Linked DNA regions of Mus musculus: region 1 is linked to region 2. Evidence: chromatin contacts called from public HiChIP or PLAC-seq data. All regions are on one chromosome and are shown on one strand. The core of a region is the stretch at or near the end of the contact, and the rest is flanking DNA. Distances in the headings are between cores, read along the strand shown.

Region 1 (5,957 bases), core at 3,444-5,943, 700 kb before region 2:
GGAGCAAGGAGCCACAAGGGAGAGTTGAGTTTCCCACAAAGTGTTAACTTTTTAAGAGAACAGTTCTGATATCTCCACCAGGTCTCCCTTGAGGAGTGGTGCATTCCAGCTTGTTGAAATCGGTAGAAGAACACACACATCTAAAATGACTGTGTGGAGCCTTAGCCACGATTCACCTAAGCTACTTAGTAAAGAGAGCATATGAAGATGGTGAGGGCATCCATGACATTACCGAAGCCACATATTCAGACATGGGAGAGAAGACCGCAGAGTTAGCAAGTGGAGTCTCACATCCACACAAGGCTCCACAATCTGCCATCCGCTCATCTTCAAACTTTGCGTCCTGCTCGTCTCCCAGAAGGGTTCTGAACACCAGATTCTGCCAACCTTGAGTCATATTAGCAAGGACAGGACTTGCTACTGGCTAAATGGAAATTTCCAAGCACCTATTCCACTGGATTGTCACCAAGGGATAAATAGGTCACCAGGCTGTACCTGCGCTCATTACATTTCTATCACATTCTCCAGCATATCCTGATATGAATACTGTGCAAAGACCCAGACAGTGTCTTGGGCAGCTAACCATGTCCTCTAAATGTCCCTGTGCTGTGCTTTAAGTCATGTACTGAAGTAACACCTTCAGTGGCAGGTGACATCATCCCTTGACACATCTTTGGAAGAATGTCTGGTTCACTGAGGGCAATATAGGAGGGAAACTCATGGGCCAACCCCATATGGAGCAGTAGTTTTAGAGGGAGGCATAAGGTCATATATAGGTTGTGACTGGAACCTGAGGAGCAGACAAGGCACAGCCAGGTGGTATGCTATGGCTATTGTCCCCATCTTGGGTGCTGTATGAAAACGTCAATAATGCTAAAAGCAAGCAACAAGAGTCATCTGTTTGGCACCTGCTTTCCACAGACTACGAGGGCAGGAGCAGTGTTGCAATAGGGATGAGCTGCCCGCCACAGGGCCCTCCCTCACCTGCTAAGAACAAAGGATATTTAATCAACTGGACAGTAGGCACAGTTTGGGGAAGACTTGTCTTGTTATCTTAGGTGGCTTTTCTACCTATGGCTTTGCCCTCTGCTAGGCTGGTGATTCCTGCCTGTTTCATTCTTGTCAGAAGGTTCAGGCTAGCAGACAGACTGAGTAGTGCCAGCTGGGCAAGTGTTTGAGCACAGAGAGTGCCCATCTTTCTTCACAGTACAGAGCTGGAAAGAAGTACAGTGTCCATGATGAAGGCTTTAGAAAGTGGACAGCTTTGTCTCTGTCCCTTCTTGTTTGTGATAGCACAAATTACTTAACCCTTAGAGGTTTCTACTCTCTTGAATGTGGCTGGGAGATAAAATTAGCATACATATCTTCAAGGTGATGCAGGGCAAATGCTATTAACCATGAAAAAGGAGTCCACATATGAGTGGCCTGCCACCAACCCAGTGCCACACATAGTTCAGCCAGGTGTGCAGTAGAAAGTAGGTTTGTTGGCTTGTTTTAGCTCCTGTAAGGGAACTTTTGCTCTCTGGTGTTTAACCTTACTAAAGTGTGTAAGATATTGCTCCTTTTACTCCCTCAAACACTTAGCTCCTGAATATCATACACTAACCATTTAGAGCTATCATTGAGATATAAATGGTCAACTACTATTTGTAGCTTTTAGCCATAAAATGAATACATTTTCTATCCATTTCTTACCAGGAATATAAAAATCCTACGTATATTAAGTCATTAATGATAACATTCTATGCAATACTCAGGGATTGGAAGGGAGGAGAGGCAGAAAGACAGAAATAGAGAAAGAAGGGGTGCCTAGCAATCTAAGGAGGAACCCCTCACACTTCTGGGTCATGATCTGGCAGCAGTTACAGCCACAAGGATCCCCTTGGCACCTTGTACCCAAACTGTCCCTCAGAACTGTAAAGTCAGACTCCTAAAGTCCTGTCTGCTAGCTTCCTTGTCCTGTGTCTGTTCAGCCATTGTCTCTATCTGTCTGGACTATTACAGTTTCATGAACAGAGAAGCTTGGAAAGAGCAGATAGTCTTCTCTCACAGGTCAGAAAATGGAACACTCAAGATCTCCTGATCAGGCTTGTTAAGGATGTAGATGGCTGACTCTCATTCGGTTTCCTTCAGGAGGCAAGGGGCAGGGAGTGGCCTCTCTAGCTTCCTTTTATAAAACAGTATTAATCCTGTTCATTACGGTTCCACCCAATGAATGGGCTGTCTTCTACGGGCCTACTAAATGTCTCACACTGGAGCAAAGATTTCCACATATATATATTTCCACTTCTATATAACTCAGATAGTTCAAGCATAACCGTACTACACACTCTCATCAGATGGAAGGGAGAGGGCACCAGTCTGTACTTGGGGTGAGACACAGTCCTCTGTCTCACACCACTGGCCCAAGTCAATTAGTACCATGTGAAAACATGTGTCCAGAATTTCCAGATATTCTAAGCTATGAAGACAAGGTGATTTACATATGTCCTTGGTTTAGCTGAGGTCTAACATTTGAAGATTTCAGGCCCAGGAAAAAAGATGCACTTGCAGCTATGGTGGCTGGTGATTGCTAAGCTTAAGGCATGGTAGTCTTCACAGAAGCTGAGCCTTGCCTGTGGAAAAGAGGCTTTGACAGATGGGGCGAAGAGTTGACTCCTATGAGACAACGGGGAGGAGAAATGGAGCTAAAAGGAAGCATGGGATGGCTCATTTTGAGAGCAGAGATGAGGTGTGTTTTGTAACTGCCCACTTGCAAGCACTTGTGTCGTTTCTGTGGCTTTTGTCCTTACCAATCACATCTGATCAGAAAGAATGAAAGACCCCACTATGACCTTCCTCATCCTGCTGCAATGTTCTGGAGTCACCATACACAAAGGACATGGAAGTTTCCTTCACTGCTCATTGGGATGGGAGATAGTTGAGGCCTCTACTGACCTGAGAAGATCATCTACATGCTATGACTTAGGGTGGGGTGGGAGGCAGAATGGAAGCCATGCTGTAGGGTTTATCAGGGTCCTCTGGTCTTTGAGACCCTTCAACTACAGGTTACTGTCTTTGGTCTATGCCAAAACTGTTGCTGTAAGAACTTCTTTGAGAATGGAAATGGCTGACCATTAGTTGGGGGGATAGAGAAAGGACAGACAGGACAAATAGGGTGATGGGCTTTGTAGTAGTGGTGTCATAGGGGTCCAGATGGTAGGGTTGTACCTTGCTGGGGAGCTACAAAGAGTGCTTTGCCCAAGTAGAATAGAGACATCTGAGGCCACTGTCCAGGGACAGTGTTGGATGTGGACCAAAAGGAGTGAGTAGGTCATGGGAAGGGAGGAAAGACTGCACATTGTCCAGTGGACACTAGGGTGACCACTCACTGAGGCACATTGCACATTCAGGAGTTGACTTCGGAAGGTGAACTCTCAGCAACCTCGTAAGCCACAATTTGAGGACTTTAAAACAATCATTTTTACTTTTATTCATGAGCTCACACATATGTGTGTCAGTGTACTGTGCATGTGTGCAAGTGCACACAGGGACCAGAAGAGGGCGATATATTCCCCAAGAGTGGGGGTGCAGACAGCTGTGAGCCTCCTGCCATGAGTACAGGAAAGAAACTCCTTGAAGATCGAACATTTAGCTTCTGAACCATGTTTCCAGCCTGGGGTTTGAGCTTTTTGACTGAAGACAGGTTAGGTAAGAAACGAGAAGCAAGAAGGCTGGAAACAGCTATGGTTGGCAGGATGGGAAGAGAGGAAGGTGAGGGAAATGTAAGCTCTTTAGTGGTGTTGGGGTCCAGCTCTCTACTTCCTTGTTAGATGTAGGTTAAAGGCTGTGTTTACTGTTACCCTAGCAAAGACACTTGGTCCTACTGAGACAGCAGAAAGGCCTTCCCTTTCTTGTTCCGCGTTCAGAAAGGAATGCCCCCATGAGAAGAGAGGGGTAGCCCTGTATTTACACGCAAGAGACCCTAAGAAATTCTGAAGCAGCCTAGAGACCATGTAGAGTGATGTGTCCTGAGAATGCTTGGGGTAGTCGGTCAGCTCTAAGATATGGAGATGATCAGGCTACAGTGCTAGCACAGTCTGGTCTGTGGGCTTTGCAGTTTCCCCAGTGCCAGCTGTGCCTGGGAATTCATCACACAGCTGCCTGCCAGTTCCTTTCATCCACGGTCAATGCTGGTTCTCACTGGCGCACACGAGACCAGAAAACACTGTACTCTAGGACCCTGTAAAGAAGAGTTAGCAAAGATAGCTGTGTCTGCCACCATGGACAGTGCATGGAGAAAACCATGACTGCCCGGGACTTAATACCTTCATGCCAGCTCTACTCTCTTCCCTCAGAGCCCTATGGTTGTAGATGCCAAGGAACTGCAGGGAGCCCAGGGCTCCTCCAGATAGTGAGGAGTTAAAACTGCATCACTGAGGCATGTGTGACAACAAACTGCTTGTGAGTGGGGTTGTAGAAAAAACAGGACAGAGAGGTAGAGGCCACGTCCTTGACAGAGCTCGTCCTTTGTTATCTGACTGGTCTCCTTGGAAACTCATAAAGAAGGGAAATTAAAACCTGCTTTCTTACTAATCTGGCTGCCATCCAATAAAACATATTGGCTAATGCTTTGTCTTAGTGCCTGCCTCGGTATAAATGATGGGCAAACACTGCAGAAGGTATTGATCCTGTAGCAATGGATTCCATTAGTCGTCCTAAGCTTTGTACCTCTGACAGCCAGGGGCAGCTGCTGAGGAACGTGCAGCTGCATGGGGAGAGTCATCAGGACACTGGATGGCAGGGTTCTGGGATATAGGAATGTGGACAAGGGTTGGGTGAGTTTTTGTGGAGTCACAGATGCTCCTTGCCCATTCAGGTGACTTGTCAGAGATTGCTGTAGATAGAGCAGCATTTACAGGCAGCTGTCAATTGTGGTCAGCCCCAGTCCCAGTGTACTCATCCCACTCTTGCTCCTGCTAACACTGCACTGAGCATCCTTGTTCTATTTAGCTGGCTTCAGCTCAGCAAAAACAAAGTGGCAGGTTAACATGCCAGTGAGTGTGCTGACACTCATAGCTGACTAATTCTGTCACTTCTAATTAGAGTAAGGGAAGCCACATGTTCCAGAGCTGGGTCACTGTGACTCAGATCCACCAGGTCACTACAGGACTCTGGTCCAAGTATCCAACCCATCACTACTCTTTTCCAAGAGTTGGACTCAGCGCGGTACTCAGCATCTGCAAGTGCCAGGCACAAAGTCAGTTCAGAGATACAGCAGCAGCCGTGTTGTGGTCCAAAGTCTGTACACATGAGGCGGGCTGTAGCAGAGCCCAGGTCAGTGAAGGGAGCATCTGTGTGTGTTTTCTAGCACCCAGGATCTGTCAGACACTTGGCATCACTCTGGAGGATGGTGGGAAAAGTGAGGGGCTGCCCAGTGTCAATGCTCTCTCTGATAAGGTGGTATGAGGTATGGTATGAGTGAGGAGGGTGTGCGGGGTTCTTAGTGACCCTCAAACAAACAACCACCGTAGCTTCGGATAATATTTCTTTCCTGGAACTCTGGAAGCAGAAGAGTCATACCCAGGCAGTAGTAGGATCTTTTTTTTTTTTTTTTCCTAATGGCTGTGAGGGAGAATCTAGCCCCACCACTTCCAATCTAGGCTTTGGTTATTGGTGGTATTGTTTGTTTGTTTTTTGTTTGTTTGTTTGTTTGTTTTTGCATTCTTTGCCTTCTCTATCATGTGCTGCTCTATGTTTTCCTATAGATACCTTCCTACTTTTCCATCTCAGAAAAATGATAACAGGGGATGTAGTTTAGTGGTAAGATCATTTCTCTAGAGTGCACAAAGCTCCAGGTTCAAACCCCAGCACAAAGAAAAACAGAAATAAAAATTCTAAAAAAAATAAAAGAAGAAAGAAAGAAAAATAATAACAGCATTTGATAAGAATCACATTGACCGTTCTGAGACGCAGGC
Region 2 (6,615 bases), core at 128-2,627:
TTCTTGGGCAGTCTCTCATTCCAGAAAAGGGTCTCCCCTGGGTGGGAACACAGAGAGGCGGCTTCCAGGTCCAGACACTAGAGGCAGGACTGGCCGTGTCTCAGCTAGGGCTATGCTGGCTTCCTTCTCCCAGATGAACCTGACTACCTGTCTGCTCTGCCTGTACCTTCATGTTACCTTCCTAACCCAGGAGCACCAGCACCAAGGCAGCTCAGTGGCTGGGATCAGAGGGAAGTCGGGAGACTGGCGCTAGCTACCTTAACAGGCTTCTTCCTCCCTAATGCTGCACACACCTGAACCCTTAATTGCCACGGGATTCTGGGGACACCTTTGGACTTACAAAATATGTTCAGATGCTTAATTTTTCCCTTCTAAACTCAGAAAGGAGGTGAAGAGAGAGCAGAGCTTTCTGGAGTGCATGTCACTGAATGGAGTTTCAGGGTAGACAGCGTGGAGAAGTGGGCTCCAGTTTAAGTGCAGTACCCACAGTCAGCAAGGAAAAAGCCCATCCCTAGTGGGTTGAACCTCGGCTCCCTCCAGAACCACTCCAGATCCCTGGAAAGTGTCCCATATATAAGCGGTGAGGCCTTCTCCTGAACACTGTGTTGTTTCCCTGTAGGCCATTCCAAGGCCTACACAAGATACTGTCAAGAAATCAACCCTCTGTGGTGGCCTTCTTCCACAGCGAGGCCTATGCAGCAGGTGGCTCAGGGCCCCCCTGAGGTGTGAAGTCAACCTCCCCAGTGCGGTGGGGTGGGGTGGAGTGTCCGTGGTGCCTACCTCCCCTTACGGCATCAGGGTAGTCCCAGACTGTCCTGTAGGGTCAGAGTGGTGCCAGCCTCCCCTGTGGGGTCAGGAGGGATCCTCCTCCCCTATGGGGTCAGGGTGGAACCGGCCTTCCACGTCCGGCCAGGATGGACCTAGAGCTACCTCTATCCCAGCGGGGTCATGACTGAGCCTCCTCTCCTGTGCGGTCAGATCCTCCTTCCCAGTGGAGTCAGGGTGGAACCGGCCTCCAGTGGGGTCAGGATGGAGCCCGTCCGCCCCGGTCAGGACGGAACTCGCCTCCCCTGTGAGGTCCGGTCAGGATAGAACCGGCCTCCCCTCGGGGACCCGGGATGAACGTTAGAGCCCCAGTGGGGTCCCCAAGGCCGGCGGGCAGGGGCTTCGCACAGACGCGCCGAGCCCTGCCGGGCCGTCACTCACAGCTTCTGGCTCAGCCCCGCCTGGCTGCTGGGCTGGAAGTCGCTGACGATGATGCCGAGCTGCCGAATGTTCTCCACGAACTTCTCCAGGTGCTCCTCCAGATGGTCAAACTTCTCCGCCATCGCCGGCTCCGCCCGCCTCTTAGCCTCAGCTCCGAGCGACTCCGGGTCCACAGTGCTCGCCCGCTTCCGGCTTCCGGAAGCCCACATCCGTTTCCTCGGGGGCGGGGCCTCCTGGGGGCGGGGCCCGGGCGCTATGGGCGGGGCAAGAGACGGGGTAAGCCTTTGAAGGGAAAACCCGCTTGGAAGCTTCTGAACTGTGTGTGTGGGAAATGTTAACCTGGAAAACACAGCAAAGGCATGTGTAAAGGGGCAAAAATGAAAACTCTTAGCTGGTACCTAGCTTTTCTCAGTAAAGAAAAAACAAGTCTCATCAGGGAAGTAAAGAAAGCTAGATTGAAGGACAAGAATTTAGATACAGTGGACCTTGTATGTTCATAATCTGGAAAGCTTGCGAGATGTAAGCAATTTTCTTTAAAAGATAATTATCTGGGCCCAGTGAAATGGTTCAGTGGGTGAAGACGCTTGCTGCTAACCCCGACAACCTGAGTTTGGTCTCCAGAATCCTACATGGCAGGAGGAGAGAACAGAATTCTATAAGCTGCCCTCTGACCTCCAGACAGGTACTGTGTCACAGGTATGCCCACACACGGCATACACAGACACACAATACATAATAAGAAAATGTATTTAAGTGGGAAAGTCAAAATAGAGCCATGCTTTTTAAAACTGGCCAGGAGACAACAATCACTTTCAAAAAGAAAAGAAAGAAGGAAAGAGAGAAGGAAAAAAGGGAGGGAGGGAGGGAGGGAGGAAGGAAAGAAGGAAATACCTAAGCCCTAGGTACTTTTCAACTCACTTTTTAAATTAATCAAACATTAAAGAACAAATTATTTCAAACTTCTGCAGACACTTTTAAGTGCTAGAAAAGGAACATTTCACAATTCAATTAAAAGGGGTGGTGAATTTGATATGAAAACCAGTCCTGAAGGACAAAAAGAAGAAATATAAGTAAGTCTTTCAACCTTCATGAAAGGAGAGACAAGGGGACAAGTGAGAGAGACAAATAGGGAGAATGGGGATGCCAAGGGATGTATACAGGTTCTCTGTGTTAGACTAACAGAACTTAGAGAGAGAGAGAGAGAGAGAGAGAGAGAGAGAGAGAGCGCACACGTAATATGAATTTATTAGAATAACTTATAGGCTGCCGTCCAGCTATTCCAATGGTGGATGGCAGTGAACAGAGAGTCCAAGAATCCAGTAGTTGCTCAGTTCAGTCCGTGACACTGGATGTCTCAGCTGGTCTTTGCTGGTCTTCAGTATACACTGGAATCCCAAAGAATCAGACTTTAATGTCAGTGAAGGAATGGATGTGCTAGCAAGGCAAGGGCAAGCAGGCAAAGAACAAAAGCTTCCTTCTTCCATGTCCTTATATAGGCTTCCAGCAGAAGGTGTGGCCCAGATTAAAGTTGCACCTCCCCACCTCACTATCCAGATCAAAGGTGTATGTCTTTTTATCTTAAAGGTTCAGAGCAGAAATGGATCCACCCACTTCAAACCAAGCAAAAACGTCCCTAACAGACACACCCTCTATTTCTGGATTCCTGTTCATTCCATATGTAGTCAAGTTGACCACCAAGACTAGCCATCCCAGCTCTCCAAATGCCCAGAACTGATATGTTGAATGCATGTATATTTAGTTTTATATATGTGGTGTTAGAGTGTCTGACAGGGTGTGTCAGGGGTGATATAGCAATGGCTGATTCATGGTGGAAAAACTGAGAATCCAGTTGCTGTTCATTCCGCGGAGCTGCATGTTTCTGCGCCCCCAATCTGTTGCTGGACTCCTGGGAGATTCCTGGAGAGCTATCAGGGTATGGTCTTCATTGGGATCTGAAGGTCATTGGATTTAGTATGGGCTCCGGCAACAGGAGAGATGAACTTGCCAGAGAGAGTGAAGGCAAGCAGGCAAAATTTTTCTTCCATGTCTTATAAGCTGTTAGTAGGTGTGACCCAGTGTATTAGTTAGAGTTCTCTAGAGTCACAGAACTTATGGATAGTCTCTATATAGTAAAGGAATTTATTGATGAGTTACAGTCTGCAGTCCAACTCCCAACAATGGTCAGTAGCAGCTGTGAATGGAAGTCCAAGGATCTAGCAGTTACTCAGTCCCACGCGGCAAGCACGCAAGGGAGCAAGAGTGAGACTCCCTTCTTCCAATGTCCTTATATTGTCTCCAGCAGAAGATGTAGCCCAGATTAAAGGTGTGTTCCACCACACCTTTAATCCCAGATGACCTTGAACTCGGAGATTTAATCTTCTGGAATCCATAGCCACTATGCCTCAAGATCTCCATACCAAGATCCAGATCAGAAACTTCTATCTCCCAGCCTTCGGATAAGGGTCACTGGTGAGCCTTCCAATTCTGGATTGTAGTTCATTCCAAATATAGTCAAGTTGACAACCAGGAATAGCCACTACACCCAGATTTAGGGTGCTTTCAAAATCTGATTAGTATCTCTGGGTATGGTAACATACACCCATGATCCCAGTGTGTGGGAGGCAGAGGAAGTCAGATCTCTGTGAGTTTGAGACCAAGCAAGATCATGGAGAGTTTCAGAACATCCAGGACTACACAGTGAAACCTTATCTCACAAAGGAAGAGAGAGGGTAAGACAGATAATCTCTAAGTGGGTGCCCAGCATCTTCGGTTTTAGTTTACTTCAAAGGCAGTCCAATTGACAACCAAGATTAGCCATCCCAAGTTCAGTCCTTGTCAACTTCACACATAATATCAACTCCTTATGTCATGCTTAATTTACAAAGGAAAACAATAACAAGGTCATAATTCCACCTGACATGTTGTAACTAGCCTAAGAACAGCTGCAAACACATATGTTTTATAACGTGGTACACTGTCCCTTGAAGCATGATGACTCAACTTACATGTGACAATATACATTTACAGCACTTGACTACTGATATCTTTAATCAATGTGATATTACATCATATGATAATGAAATCGAGGGAAATGCAAATATTAGCTTAATATATGTGTATGTGAAAGATCCTGGCAGAATGCAAAAGGACACAGAAGCCCTGAAATTGGCAAGATAGACGTCAGTGTTAGCAGAACTAGCTTCACTGATTTAGAAAAATAGAGGTGCACAATGCTCTGGCCACTCCTTGAACCTGTGTGTCTGCCAATGTTCTGACCAGGTGTGTGCCCATTGCTGCACCTTCATTAGACTCTTTCCTTGTACCCCTCCCATACCCATTTCTTGAGAATAGACATTGTTTAGATCTGGAAATCCCCTATTCCCCACTTCTCCTTTCCCCCCTGAGGGCCTATAAAAACTGGGACCTCTTTTCCCTCGAGGTCGACTCCTTTACCCCTGCGTGGGATATGAGTCGTCCCCAGAGCTCTGGCTTTCCCCGAATAAAGCCTCATGTGGTTTGCAACAAGCTTGGTCTGTTGTGAGTTCTTGGGTGTCCGCTATTATCCTGAGGCCTGAGCGAGGGGCTCCTCTCGGAGTCTTTCATATGCATGCCCAAACATGTTCTTAACAAAACAGGACAAAAACACTCATGTCAGTTATTATCCTCATTTCTGCAACTGGTGTGTGCCCTTAGGCTGATATTTATAGCTGTCTTCCTCTTCTCCCATTGTGTATTTCCTCCACCTTCAATAGGCTCCTCAGCAGGTCTTGATTCTGTCCCTGGAGAAGTGACCCATACTTTCATCTCTGAGAGGTCTGGGTCATTGCCATCCTGCCTGGAGGGTTTTGCTATGGTTTCCCATTGCCTTTAAGCATCTGACATGGTAACACCAAGAGATGTGCTAAAGGATCTCCTGTCCCCAAGACATAAACTTCCTCACCTCCATTGTGGAGAAACAGTCTAGTTCCCCCACCCCTTGGTAAGCTGGATAAATCACCCCTCCTAATACTCTTTCTTAGCCTGTTGGCTTAAGGACATTGTAATGAATATTTCTGGTTGTCAACTTGATTGCATCTGGAATGAACTACAGTCCAGAAATGGAGGGCACACCTATGATCCGGATCCTGAGGCATAGTGGCTGTGAAAAGCTTAGGCTCTGGCAAGTAGCACACAACTGTAATCCCAGGAGACAGAAGCAAGCGGAATTCTGAGTTCAAGGTCAGCATGGGACAGAGCAAGTTCAAATCAATGCATGGTGGTACACACCTTTAATCTCGATATTCTGCTGGAGGCCTACATAAGGACACCGGAAGAAGGAAGACTCACTCTTCTTTGCCTGTTTGCACTTTCTTGCAGCACATCTGTTGGAAGCTACTTCTTCAGGATTCCAGCTTCTACAGAAAATCAGCTTATACAACTAGCCTCTTGAGACTGAGAAACTGCTAGGTTTATGGACTTCCCATTCCTAGCTGCCCATTGTTGGGCTAGTTGGACGGCAGATTGTAAGTCATTACTATAGATTCCTTTAACATATAGAGAGACATTCCATAAGTTCTGTGACTCCAGAGAACCCTGATTAAGGTATCAGAAGCCCACTGTGACCATAGGGGAAGATTGAGCTTCCAGTTCAGTGGAATGTTTCTCCTTGCAGGAGCACTCCCCACTGTGGATTCAAAACTTCTAGGCCAGCAGAACTTTAAGTCATGGGAAGAGATAGCAAACTTCTTCCTAGTGGGTCACTAGGGGTGATAATTGCATGAAACCATTCCCATTTCCACCACCTAGATTCCAGGATCTGTAAATCCTGGCCATGGGAGAAACCATACTATATAAATATGTGCTGATTAAAAGCATCATATTACTGCCTTCTGGAGAACTCTATCCCAGCCCTCCAGGATGCTCCTACCTACTCAGCATGGTAACTATCTTCAAAGGACCAATATATCTATCAGAGGAGCTGCTTCAGTGTGATAGGGAACATGATAAGACAAATGGATTCTATGGTGTAAAGTGAATTCCTTTACCAGTAGCAATACTGTGTAGAGTACCATGATAGTAGATTATAAAAGTCCACCTATGCTAGTTTTGACAGAAGCATCCTGTGTAGGAAAGGCAAGTCTGTAACCTAAATCAGTATCTCTCCATTATGGACAAAGCATTGTCTTTTCCATGGAAAAAGTGGTCCAGTGTAGTCAATCTGATACCAAGTTGCTAGCTGTCTTAGTCAGGGTTTGTATTCCTGCACAAACATCATGACCAAGAAGCAAGTTGGGGAGGAAAGGGTTCATTCAGCTTACACTTCCATACTGCTGTTCATCACCAAAGGAAGTCAGGACTGGAACTCAAGCAGGTCAGAAAGCAGGAGCTGTTGCAGAAGCCATGGAGGGATGTTCTTTACTGGCTTGCTTC

The links. HiChIP or PLAC-seq counts read pairs in DNA pulled down with a chosen protein or histone mark.
Region 1: a contact with region 2 is called in an H3K4me3 HiChIP or PLAC-seq map of embryonic hindbrain, with 4 times the contacts expected there. The contact joins the enhancer-like site here to the promoter of Med10 in region 2. A contact is called at or near these places in 1 of 39 promoter capture datasets (frontonasal cranial neural crest) and 7 of 115 datasets of contacts at active chromatin or transcription factors (embryonic basal ganglia, embryonic forebrain, embryonic hindbrain and 4 more).

Annotation. Positions count from the first base shown.
Region 1 is chr13:70,507,962-70,513,918 of GRCm38.p6, reverse strand. No RefSeq gene overlaps it. Among named protein-coding and RNA genes, the nearest start is that of 1700100L14Rik, 62 kb to the left of the region's middle. Within about 2 kb of position 4,693, at least 28 of the 459 cell types and tissues checked have an H3K27ac peak or open chromatin away from gene starts, as enhancers often do.
Region 2 is chr13:69,804,644-69,811,258 of GRCm38.p6, reverse strand. Med10 (mediator complex subunit 10) reads right to left here and starts at 1,377. Exons shown (of 4, transcript NM_138596.2): 1 at 1,207-1,377. The coding sequence starts at 1,328.